2 separate regions of the Mus musculus genome follow, and region 1 is linked to region 2. Evidence: chromatin contacts called from public HiChIP or PLAC-seq data. All regions are on one chromosome and are shown on one strand. Each heading gives the region's core, a stretch centred on a gene start, on an enhancer-like site or on the middle of the called end of the contact. The rest is flanking DNA. Distances are from core to core; before and after follow the strand shown.

Region 1 (6,311 bases), core at 606-3,105, 520 kb before region 2:
CAGGAAATGGCAGCCAGCAGTTTTTCCCTTTAGAGTATCACAGCACGTGACATGTTTTTAGCAATTTCCCATTGGCGGTGTTGGACCTCCCGTTTCAGATTTTGAGATACATCATTGTAATGCAGGCTGTCTCAGCTTCTAAATGCTGAGGTTTCTGGGGTGCACCAACATACCCAGACTAGTGTCTTTGGTCTTGAGACAGGATCGTAAATCTGACCTCAGCTGGCTTAGAACTTGCTAGGTAGGTAGTCCAGGCGGCCTTGAAACTGAATCCTTCCTGCCTTGGTCCTCCAGGTTCTGATTTCAGCTGTGAACTACTACTATGCCTACCATCTTCAGTGCAAAGTTTTTTTTTTGTGTGTGTGTGTGTGTGTGTGTGTGTGTGTGTGCGCGCGCGTGCATGCCTGTGCTCATGTATGCACACGTGTAAAGGCTAGAGAACAGCTTTTGGGAATGATTTTCCTCTACTGTAGGCTCCCAAGATCCAACTCAGCTTTTCTGTGCTGAGCCATCCTGCCAATGCCAATTTTGAGGTGTGTGTTTTATATATACACACTTCTGTCTGCATTGCTACACTATGCACCGTCACACTGGAAACAGCCGTGCTGGTCACTGGGCCAGAGCCCTGAATTAAAATGCTTTTTTTCTCTATTCAAGCAGAATCAAGACCGGAAGCACAGAACATATGTTTATGTTCTGACTGTCACTGAAATATTGGAAGACTGGGAAGACTCCGTGAATATAGGTGAGCTTCTGTTCCTTTACTCCGTCCCTCCCACCTGCCATTCCTTCTGGTCCCTCCCACCTTCTGCCATTCCTTCTTAACTGATTTTTTTGGTTACTGTTTTGAGAGGGGTGAACATGTAGTTCTACTTTTGAACTACCTTATGATTTTTCCCTACCATATTATTAAGTCATTTAGGAAGTAAAAAACTCATTGTTTGGGGGGAAAGAAAGGAAATCTTGTATATTAGTAGGGTATGCCTTCTTAAACTGACCTGACAGTGACTGCTGCTGTACTCTTCTCTAGGAAGGAAGAGAGAGTGGTTCAAAGTAGAAGATGCAATCAAGGTTCTTCAGTGTCATAAGCCTGTCCACGCAGAGTATCTGGAAAAACTAAAGCTGGGCTGTTCTCCGACCAATGGAAATTCCTCGGTCCCTTCCCTCCCAGATAACAATGCCTTGTTTGTGACTGCTGCGCCGCCCTCTGGGGTGCCATCCAGTATAAGATAGAGGGTTGGGGTCCCTCCCCCATCATGTGATGCACATGTCACAAGGAGAGGCTCTTTCACTTCTAACACACCTGACTGCTGCTGGCAAACTCTGTATTTGCTATGCAGGGATTTCAAATAATTTGCATGTATTTCATCTGCTTTCAAGTCTTTTAAAATAAATAACAAAATAGCAAAAAATATTTTAAGATGCCAAAGCCATGTGGAATTTTTTTTAAAGCCTTCATTGTACCCCATTCCTTTGGTTTTCATTTTTATAACCTTTTTGACATTTTCACTTTTGTCCACTTAACATTCTATGGTTTGTTTTGACAGATCAACTGGTTATTGGGTATATTTTTTGCCCAATTTTTTTTTTTCTTACAGTATCAAAATAGACACCAAATCTTTGTTGGGAATTAATGAAAAATTCTTGGTATTTAAAGAAATCTATCCACCCCAAAACTTAAAGAGAGTCATATTCTCCCTTTGTAAACTGCAGATTTGGGCCGTGTTTGTATGGGCCAGGAGCCTTTGACAAAGCACTTCAGCTTCCTGTTTCTGAGAATTTGTTCACAGGCAGAATTATGTCACGGTCCATGTACTAGGACCGGTTCCCCTCTGCCACAGTGATTTGATGTGAAAGTGTGCCGTCTTTTAGGGAAAACTGTCAGTACTTACACGTGGCTCTGCATAGCTCATCCTGAAACTGGTTATAGAAATCTATTTAGCACGCTCAGCTGCTATTTCCCTTCTTTGACATAGACTCTATTAGGGGCCACATTTCCCTCAAGGGTGAGTACTCTTTAAATATATTTTCAGTTTCTGATTTAGAGACATTGTTCACCACTGGACTAGACTAACCTTGGATGCCGGTCAGTGACGACTTTGTCACACTAAATAAGATGGCTGTTCTAGGCCTAAGACACTGTCTTGAGGGTCAGTAAGTGACGAGTCAGATGAGTTAACTGTGGGGAAACTAGAACATTCGAGCCAAGAATTATTGTACCTCGCCTTTGTGCTGACTCAAAATTGGCCATCCCATGAAAAAGTACCATGACTTCATGGAGGAAGTGAAGGGGGAGAAGAGGAAAAGATCTTTAGCCATTATTAACCTTTTGTAAATACTCTAACTGGCAAGCTTAAGACAGTGAAGACATTTGTTCTGTCGCTTGTTAACCTTTAAACTGTAATAGTGCTGCTGACAAGGGTCCTTGCCTGTAAGGAAAACTGGCACCGTTTCCATAATGAGATCTTGGGCCACCGATGCAGCAGAACTAAAAGCATTAGATTCCAAAGCAGAAGAACTCAGCCAGTAGTACTCATTCTAAATTATGTAGTGTAACCAAGCGTGATCGTCCAGACCTTTTATATTTTTCTTTGTACAGAGGTCATGTACTCTGGGTGTTTTAAAAGAAACATTTTAAAGAAACCCACAGATTGTCATTCTCTATCTTGTTTTCTCACGATTCTCTGCAATTCTTCCCTGTACTAAACACAACAGAGAAACTGGACTGTTTTGTATAGAATACTGCTTCCAGCAAATAAACCATCACAAGTGCTTGGGGGTTTGTATGTACACGATACTCTCAGAGGTAATAATGCATGAACCTATTTTATATGTAAAATATGTACAGTATTCATGTCAACCATCTCTTTAAAAGTTAGCCTATAAATATTGTTGTATAATTTCTTTGGTCAGAAACATTTGGACTAAGTCATGTCACCTGGGTCAGGATTTCTTTCAGTGCCATTTAGCAAACTGTCTTTAGTCTATGCAAATAGCAAAGATTTACAGAATGCAACTGAATGCAGCTTCACTGTTAAATTTCACCTGAGGGCTCCTCATTATTCTTCTGGAACCCAGAACTTGAAAGATCTAAAGGAAATTGAATCTAGTAGAGCTCATGTCTACCAGCCCAGCCGCCTGCAGCGGGGAGACTGCTGTTTGTGCTTATCTGTGCAGGCGCTGAATAAAACGGGGCAGCTAAATTCTCCAGTTCCATGTGCCTCCTAATGTTTAAAAGAAAAAAGCAAAGTAACTTGTTAAAAATTGACTTGCAAAAAAGTAGAAACTGTTGGGTGGTGGTGTAAAGAAATGGCATTTTCCCACCAAGGACAAGCCATCCAGTTGTCAGTCACACCGTATGAAGCAGCAAAGGTGAAGGAGAGAAAAGGGTATGTGTACAAGAGTTGCTTTGCATGGTCTCATCTGAGATGGTTGCATTCGAACTGTTGTAAGAATTGTAAGAATCTTGACTTTTTTACGTTTGGAAACATCAAATAAAAATGGAAACAACCTCTGTATGTTTATTTTTAGTTTAAGAAGAGCCTGTTTTCATCTTTCAGGTACATGCTTTTACAGGGGGCTAGAGAAATGGCTTAAGAGTGTTTGCTCTTCTTTGAAATGATCTGACATTGGTTCCAGCACCCACAGAGGTTCACAGCATCACACACACAGGTTTCAGAGCTATGCCTTTGCTGTATAGAATCTGTTCCCTCAGCTAGATTTATATCATGTGCAGCCATTCTATACTTCCATGTGGCATTCTACAGTAAAACTCACATCAGACTTCATACACACACACACAGCTCTTGTGCACTTCGACTAACTTGGATTGGTGGCTTAACGCCATGAAGTTTCCTAATAGGTTAATAACCAAAACTAGAAAAATAACAGGACATTCCTTACTATAATTTCCACTCAAACATGTAAAAGAACTAGAAGTTTCAGAGCAGTGATTAAATGCAGTAGTTTGGGCTGGGTAAGTAGTAATAACACATGCCTTTAAGCTCTGGGAGACAAGGAGAGCAGCACTGCTATGCTAATCAATCACAGGTTCAAAGCCAGCCTGGTCTCTATTGGTCTCAATTTCCAAGTCTGAAGCCAGGCATAGTTAGCAGGGGCAGGAAGATCTCAGTTCAAGGTCAGCCTGGGCTATAGAGAAATTCCAGGGCAGCCAGGACTACAGAGAAAAACCAGGATTTTCTGTCACACTGGATAGAATAACCAGCTGCCTCACTATCTGTTTATGCATAGCATCTAAGTCTTCCATGTATAGCTTTTTTGTTCTATAGTTTGTAAAAATTTTATTGAAGTCGGGTGTGGTGGTGCACGCCCAGCACTTGGGAGGCAGAGGCAAGGGGATTTCTGAGTTCCAGGCCAGCCAGAGATACACAGAAACAAAGATCTTCCAAAATCAAGCTTTATCATGAGGTGAATTGCCGTTTCCTAACACCCATACATCGGCTTACAAACTAGTCTGAGGTTAGTGCCACAAACATGGTGCTCATATAGACAAAACACCCTGTGCCTTCCCTAAAAGCCCCAGCTGTCCTGGTACTAAAGTATTCTGTGCTGGCCTTGAGCTGATTACTTAGCCTTTAATACTGGGATTTAAAGTCATTTTGCCCCCTAACCCAGCTTCTCCCTGGTTTTTAATACCTTCCTGGACGATTCCAGCTAAGATAGATGACTATCATCTTGGAGGTACTTGCCTAACTCACACAAGAAAAGGTTCAATCCCTAGTAACAGAAGTGTGTAGAGGGAAAGGCTAACCCTGAGAGCAAAGATGCCCAGCCTTAGTGATAATGAAATGAGTGTGGAGGTGAGTGAGCAGTGCAGGAAACAGACCAGTCAAATCATCACATCCAATCGGTATACGTTTTTATTGTTTATACTTCTTTGAAATTACATTCAACATGTTTTCCTTTTACTTAAAATATAAACCCTGATATAGCTCCTTAAAAGGCGGCATGCTTCATAGCTAAATGAAATGTTGCTCCCAGCCCCAGAATACATTCCAATGAAATATTACATATTTCTTACGGAATAGTGGGTTAGGTACCCAATTTCTCATCTCACTTCGTAATTTGTATGTGGATAGCTCTCCTATGTAGTCCTAAAACTTCCGATTCTGCAGTAATAAAAACTGATGTTATTACATTAGTCAAGAGAACAATACCTAAACCACCAGGGAAACAAAGCCAACCAACTGTCCACATGACACCACTGAGGTCTACTTGGCTGACTGGGAGCACTCTTACAGAACACCAGATGGTCTTCCCCACCCTCCGGAGAAATGCTGAGCACAGCACCCCTGTGGTTTGAATATATCGATTTACACTGAACTTTATCTTACAAGTACATTCCTGGTCTAGTGTGAGTATTCAGTATTATATACAGAATGCCTATGATCTGAGTGAACCAAGGCTAACTAATCTCACAGTAGAAGTGAATCACAGCAAAATAGACAACAAAAGAGAACAAAAACTTCAAACCACAAAGCCCACATTTATACTCTAGGGCTTCAGAACTGACTTCAAGATGCCAATTTGGAAGAAGTTGGTTTTCTTCTCTCTCTGAGCTCTGCATGTGCAGATTTCTGGAGGTTGGAGGCGTTTGTCTGATTTGAGTCCAGAAGATTAGCCTTTCCAAGAGGAGCTGCAACTATTGTGTTGTTCCCACGCCTATGCTGTCCCTTCAAAGGAAAGGCCCAAACTATTCATTCACATCTACATCCTCAAACCAGCAAGCAGCAGGCAAATGTTAATATGCTTTTGTTAAGTGAATGTCTTTCTTTTGCTGGGGCTACAAAGTCAAAACTTTGTAAGAAAACAGAACCACACATACAGAAACAGGTAGGCTGGGAATGATTCCGACCTACTTTAAACAGAAAAAGAGAATGGCATGTCATCCAGTGGTAACTGCTACTCAGCTCCTGCCAGGAGATGTCCACACAATGATCATCAGTCTAATTAGTGCTACGTCTTATTCACTATCCCGAGTTTCTGCAATACTATCATTTAACAGCTCTGAACCAACCATTTTCCTGGCCAACGAAAACAGGTCCATAAGCCAGGTGTAGTTACCAGAGTTCAACCTCCACCTCAACCTGTTGTTTCTTTTCAGCCCAGGCATAAGTAACAATTCTTGCTTCTTCCAACTGGCTAAGAGAGCAAATTTCAAACAATGGGACTCATCAAAACCTTCAAAGAAAATGTGATGCCAGGAAATTAGGAGTCCTAATGTAAACTGGGAAAACTGAAACCTCTGCCCACCAGGCCACTGTGGGTAATGTGTAAGGCATCAGCTATGA
Region 2 (5,556 bases), core at 2,147-4,646:
GGCATCCCCCGAACTATATACTGCTTCACAGGCAGATGACAAAGCCACCTGAGACACTGGAACTGTGGTCACAGATGGAGGAGCAGTGTTGAGAGATAATAAAAGGATTGCCACCCATGGGCAGAAAGAAAGGAAACACATCGCAGACAGTCCATGAGCATGGCACAAGACTAACCACATTGGTAATTATTACTGGTGTTCAGTGTACTGATAAGACCACTAAGCTTTTAGGTGTGTACCAAGGCTCTCCCTTACACCATCTCACTTTCATTATTAAGCAACACGACAGTCCTTAGAGACCGTGAATACTCGTGGGAGCATCTTGAAGGGCTCTGAGGAGAGAAACTTTGGGAAGGATTCTCTAACTCTTACCCAGTGGTAGAGCTGAGTCTGGAGCTCTGTAATCTCCAAAGCCCAAAGCCCCACGCATGAAACCAGACATAATACTCCCACGAGGACGATTAGTCGGTAAAGATGAAGTGTGGAGGGACTCTGGATCACCTATGTGCCTCTGAGGTCACAATGGGTTTTTGAAATCGTAAGTGTATATGCTCTTGCCTATCTGTGCATCAATACACGCGCACACATGTATTCAAGGGGCTATTAAACAGCCTTTGTCTTCCTTGTTACACTTAATATTCCCAACAACCTTGAAAAAATGAATTATGGAAGATTTGTTCTAAAAACAGCTACAAGAATATCTTTTATCTCTCTTGTCTTCATGGGGAGAAATAAGTTTGTGTGTATATGTGGGGGGGGGGGCAGGGGTCAACCTCAGGGTTATTCCTCAGGCACTGTGAGCCATTTTTCTCTCATTGGTCTGGAACTTGTCAAGTAGGCTGGAACCCCAGGAAGCTACCTGTCTCTGACTCCTCACAGGCTGTAGGGATTATCAAATGAGCTATCCCCTCAGCCCTCTCTTGCCTTGATGTCTTCAATTCTATCACTAAGATGTTGGTTCTAAGGATACATGCTTTGCCTTTGGGCTGTTTGTGACTTGCTTTTTAGTAAAAAAAAAAAAATAGTTGGTAGATTGGTAAATAGGCAGATAGGCAGATGATAGATAGGTAGGCAGGTAGATAGATAGATAGATACATAGATATATAGATAGATGACATACAGATAATAGGTAGGTAGATAGATAGATGACAAACAGACAAAGATAGGTAGATCTTTGGAGAGATAGATTTAAGGAATTATCTCATGTGACTATGGATTTTAGAAAGTCTAAAATCTGCTGGTAGCTAACCAACTGAAGAGTCAGGGGAGCCTAGATTTGATTCAAAAGTTCAATTCCAAAGACATGTACTGAAGAATTATTTCTTGACCAAGGAAAATCCATTTTTCATTATATTTAATTCTTTAACTGATTGGACAAAGTTCACCACCTTTCGTAATGGAAGGCAGCTTACTCTGTTCAATGTTTACCAATTTAAATGTTAATTCCATAAAAAAAACCACTTCAGAGTAACTTGTGACCAATGATCTAGGCTCCATGGTGCAAGCCAAGTTGACAATAAAATTAACCATCACATTGAACCCTGTTAAAGGAAATTTGAACCTGCTTCTAGTTAGGGTGCAACTCCGCCCTTAGCAACACAACTTTAATTCCTCTGGCTGGAATACAGACATGCCCTTAGTATCCACCTTGAATCCCAAACAATGAAAGTAAAGTTAGTTTGTAGAAGGAAGCACCATATTTGAAAGTGATGTTGAATTTCGAGGCAGACAAAGTGATGAATCAGAGAAAGATTTGACAGAATAGGATATACACAACTCTCACGAGAAGAGAGAGGAGAGGGAAGCAGTTAAGGGAGAGACAGACAGACAGTACAGGAGAAGAGATACAGTCCAGGATACAGTAGAGTTCATGGAGACAGTGCAGCCGAGTTGAGAGGGAGAGTGGAACAGCACAGAGAGGCAGAAGGAGACCGTTTTACTATGAGTTCTACAGACACAGGTGAAGACAGAATGAGCCAGAGAACAAGGATCCAGAAGATTAGGACAGATTGCTGGAGTTAGTCTGAGGCTGAGCAGAGCAGTTCAGGGTCAAGAGAAAAGCCAGACTGGATCGGTCAGCTGGGAGAGGAGTTTGAACCTGAACAGCTGAGTTGTTGAACCAGCAAGCTAGGGTTCAGAAAGAGCTAGAAAGGGGTGAGCTTATTAACCAGCAAGTCCCAGAGGCTGAAAACATTCTAGATCTAGACAGATTATATGGAGGCGAAAAGTTTCTGGGACTGGGCCTCGGTTAGCAGACAGAGGCAATAAACCTCCCAGACATCAATCACAGCAGGAGGATAAAAGTTGCTTTTACACCTAACCATCAACATACTGCACTGGAGTTCCAGGATCATGAAAAGTAGCAAATTCCAGCCATGGGGTTTCAGGCTGTCCGGTGGACGACAAGGTAAGACCAACAACTGCTAGTGGAGCTTACAGTTTTGTGAGTTTAAAACATAAGCAAACATATAGCTGTTGCACATTAAGAACAGGATCAGTCCTCGGGTGCCTTACTAAACACCAGAACCAAATCCCTATGGCACAGTCAGACTGCCTCCTTTTCTACTCTGATTTGCTGGCAGCAATATCTGGACACATCGCTGAGCTGTTTTGTGCCTGGATTTCTCTGTCTGTGAAATGGGCAGGTTTGTGCATTCTACCCTCTCCGCCCACTCTGGTGCTGATGAAGAGAAGGGAGGAATAAAAGTGCCATGGTGGCAGAAAAGTCCTGAGGGCTGCTGTATAATCAAACATGGTTCCTGTAGAGCCCAAATGCAAAATCACTTTACCGTGCAATTCTGAAAAAGAGACATCTGGCCTGGGAAACCTAAAGAAAACCACAATCTTTCTGACCAAAGCAATTTCATTGAATAACTGGTCCTGGAGGCTCTCCTCTCACAGCTCCAATTCACCCACCAACTCAAGTCCACTTAGAAACACATCAGTTTTGTTGTCTCTCTCTCTCTCTCTCTCTCTCTCTCTCTCTCTCTCTCTCTCTCTCTCTCCCTCTTTCTTGCTCTCTCTCCTGCTCTCTAGCTCTCTCTCTCTCTCTCTCTCCCTCTTTCTTGCTCTCTCTCCTGCTCTCTAGCTCTCTCTCTCTCTCTCTCTCTCTCTCTCTCTCTCTCTCTCTCTCAACATCTGCTATGTCTATTTTTACTTTTGGCCAAAATAGAAAAGGAAGCCTTTTAAATACCCTTCTAAATAGTAGCTTTCCTCTCCCCTCACCAAACATTCCAGCACAAAGTATAGAATTTCGTATATAATTGCAGCTACGCCACAAGCTGCTACAGAACAGAATTGTGCAGGAATTTTAGACATGACCTCATTAGGCTACAGTTAGTCTACAAGTAAGTAAGATCCCACCTGGGTGATGAGAGAGTAAAACCCAGGAACCACATCCAGCTACATCTAGCCATCATCTAGAAACGTCTACTGCCAGACCTAAGCCCCATGTGAACACTGTGCTGGTCAATATTGATTGTCAACTAGACAAGATCTAGCCAAGCTCCTGGACACACCCATGAAGGATTTTCTTGATTAGTTTATTTATAACAGGAAGACTCACCCTAAACATGGTGGGGTGCCTTCCACCAGTGGCCCAGAAATAAGGAAGTATGGAGAGCAGATGTGCTTCTTGCCTGCTTGCTTTAGCTTCTCACTGCTGAGTTCATCTACCCCGTTCTCCCACTGCAGGTACCATCCTCCCTGTCTGCTGTTTCCCCGACCTCCATATACCTACTGAATGAAGTCACAGATTTTCCCTTCCTGATACTCAGAGAGCTTCCGTCTCCCGCAGACCAACAGTCCCAGGGCTCAGAAATGAGAGCATCCATCTACGTTCAGGTCTCTCTGCCCGCCAGCCAACTGTTCTCTATCACTATACCCAATGTCCCTCCAACACGAACCAAATGGCTGCCTGGTGATCAGATATGACAGGCAAGAATAACGAAGCATGGAGAGAGCTGGAGAGGTAGCTCAGTGGATAACATGCTTGTAACACAAGCATGAATGAGACCACAGGTGAACCCTGGCCAGAACCCATACAGAAGCTAAGCAGGCATGACAGCCACCTTTAGTCTATTCCTGGGGAGGCAAAGATGGGAGACTCTGGTGGCAAGCTGGGGTAATTAGACTAGCCAATTGGTAAGCACTGCATTTTATTGAAATTGAAATGAAGTAAAGAAGAGAGGAATGGAGGAAGAAACCCTAAATCAACTTTGGGTCTCCATAAGCATGCACACGCACACACACACACACACACACACACACACACAGAGAGAGAGAGAGAGAGAGAGAGAGAGAGAGAGAGAGAGAGAACATGTGCACACACAGAGAAACAGATAGACAGACAGCATAGAAGTGTATCTCTGGTACTATCTCCAAGTAAGAATTAGACTTTCAATTATCACAGGTTCAACCAGTCCCCTATCTCAGGACATAAGCTAGCACTTTGCCCTCTGGCTATGTGCATGAGGTCTCAACAGTACTCTAGAAGTACAGGAGTCATTCTATTCCTGAGTTCTCTTCCCAAGGCTAGCAGGGAGGGAGAGGAGAAGAGAAGGGTGTGAGCATGGATATATCACTAAGAGGCTTCCCGTTGCATGTGACAGGTGAAAACCGGGCTGAAACTATTAGAGTTTCTTTTTCTCACCTAACAGTGGTTGGGAGAGTCGAGGCTGTGGTTCAACTGTCAGGGCATCTCTCAGAATCTCTAGAGACTATTCCCCATTAGTACATGATGGCTGTCAAAGCTTCATATATCCTGCCTTGACAAAAGGTAACAAAGCACTCGAAAGAAGATCTGGATTTTCCTCACAATAAACATTTCCTTGCTTATCTAGATTAGATCTTACCCAGAAGCTCTACAGCAGAGCTCTTTTCAAGAAGGATCCACCAGTGTTGCCAGGGCAGACAGTGAGAACCTGCATTCCCCAATCCTGTGATGGGAACAAACACTGTTGGCTGAGAGAAGAGGTGAGAAAATGGCTGTATGATGGGTAACCAACAGCACCTCCCACAGATGGCCTCCCCTAGACCTCCCTCCATGTCTTCCTTGCTTTGCCTAGAATATGATCTAAAACTGGCTCCCAATGACAGGCACTGAGAAGTCTAGGAACACTTTCATGCATGTTCTTATAGGACTGTTTCCTGAGTGCTCCTGTCAAGGGAATATTCTATATTAACCATCACAGTAGGTTGTCTTATTTGGAGACAGAATAGTTATATAGGCAATTAAGTAAAAAATGGGTTCGTTGGCATGTGCTCTTTAATTTAGCACAGGCTTTATAAACCGAAGTTTGGACAGAAACACCCACAGCTGAAAGACCATATCAAAACACAAGAAGATAATCCTGTATACATACCCAAGAGAGAAGTCTCAAAAACCCCTCCCTTACAGCCCTTTAGGGAATCAACCCAACCATGTTTGGGGGTTTTGTTGGTGATGGTTTGATCGTTTTCCCAGGTCGCCTTGATTTTGTGATCTTCCTGTCTCTCCCCCCCCCCCCAATACAGAGTTATTGTCTTGAAACATCATGCTTAGTTTCTATAAATATC

Evidence for each region. HiChIP or PLAC-seq counts read pairs in DNA pulled down with a chosen protein or histone mark.
Region 1: an H3K27ac HiChIP or PLAC-seq map of large pre-B cells shows a contact between it and region 2, with 5 times the contacts expected there. The contact joins two enhancer-like sites. A contact is called at or near these places in 2 of 115 datasets of contacts at active chromatin or transcription factors (kidney and large pre-B cells).

The regions. Positions count from the first base shown.
Region 1 is chr10:95,544,210-95,550,520 of GRCm38.p6, reverse strand. Nudt4 (nudix (nucleoside diphosphate linked moiety X)-type motif 4) reads left to right here. Exons shown (of 5, transcript NM_027722.5): 4 at 661-745; 5 at 1,031-3,514. The coding sequence ends at 1,233. It overlaps Ube2n (ubiquitin-conjugating enzyme E2N), which reads right to left. Exons shown (of 4, transcript NM_080560.3): 4 at 4,863-6,311. Among named protein-coding and RNA genes, the nearest start is that of Mir3058, 12 kb to the left of the region's middle. Within about 2 kb of position 1,855, at least 30 of the 459 cell types and tissues checked have an H3K27ac peak or open chromatin away from gene starts, as enhancers often do.
Region 2 is chr10:95,027,526-95,033,081 of GRCm38.p6, reverse strand. No RefSeq gene overlaps it. Among named protein-coding and RNA genes, the nearest start is that of Gm40744, 69 kb to the right of the region's middle. Within about 2 kb of position 3,396, at least 13 of the 459 cell types and tissues checked have an H3K27ac peak or open chromatin away from gene starts, as enhancers often do.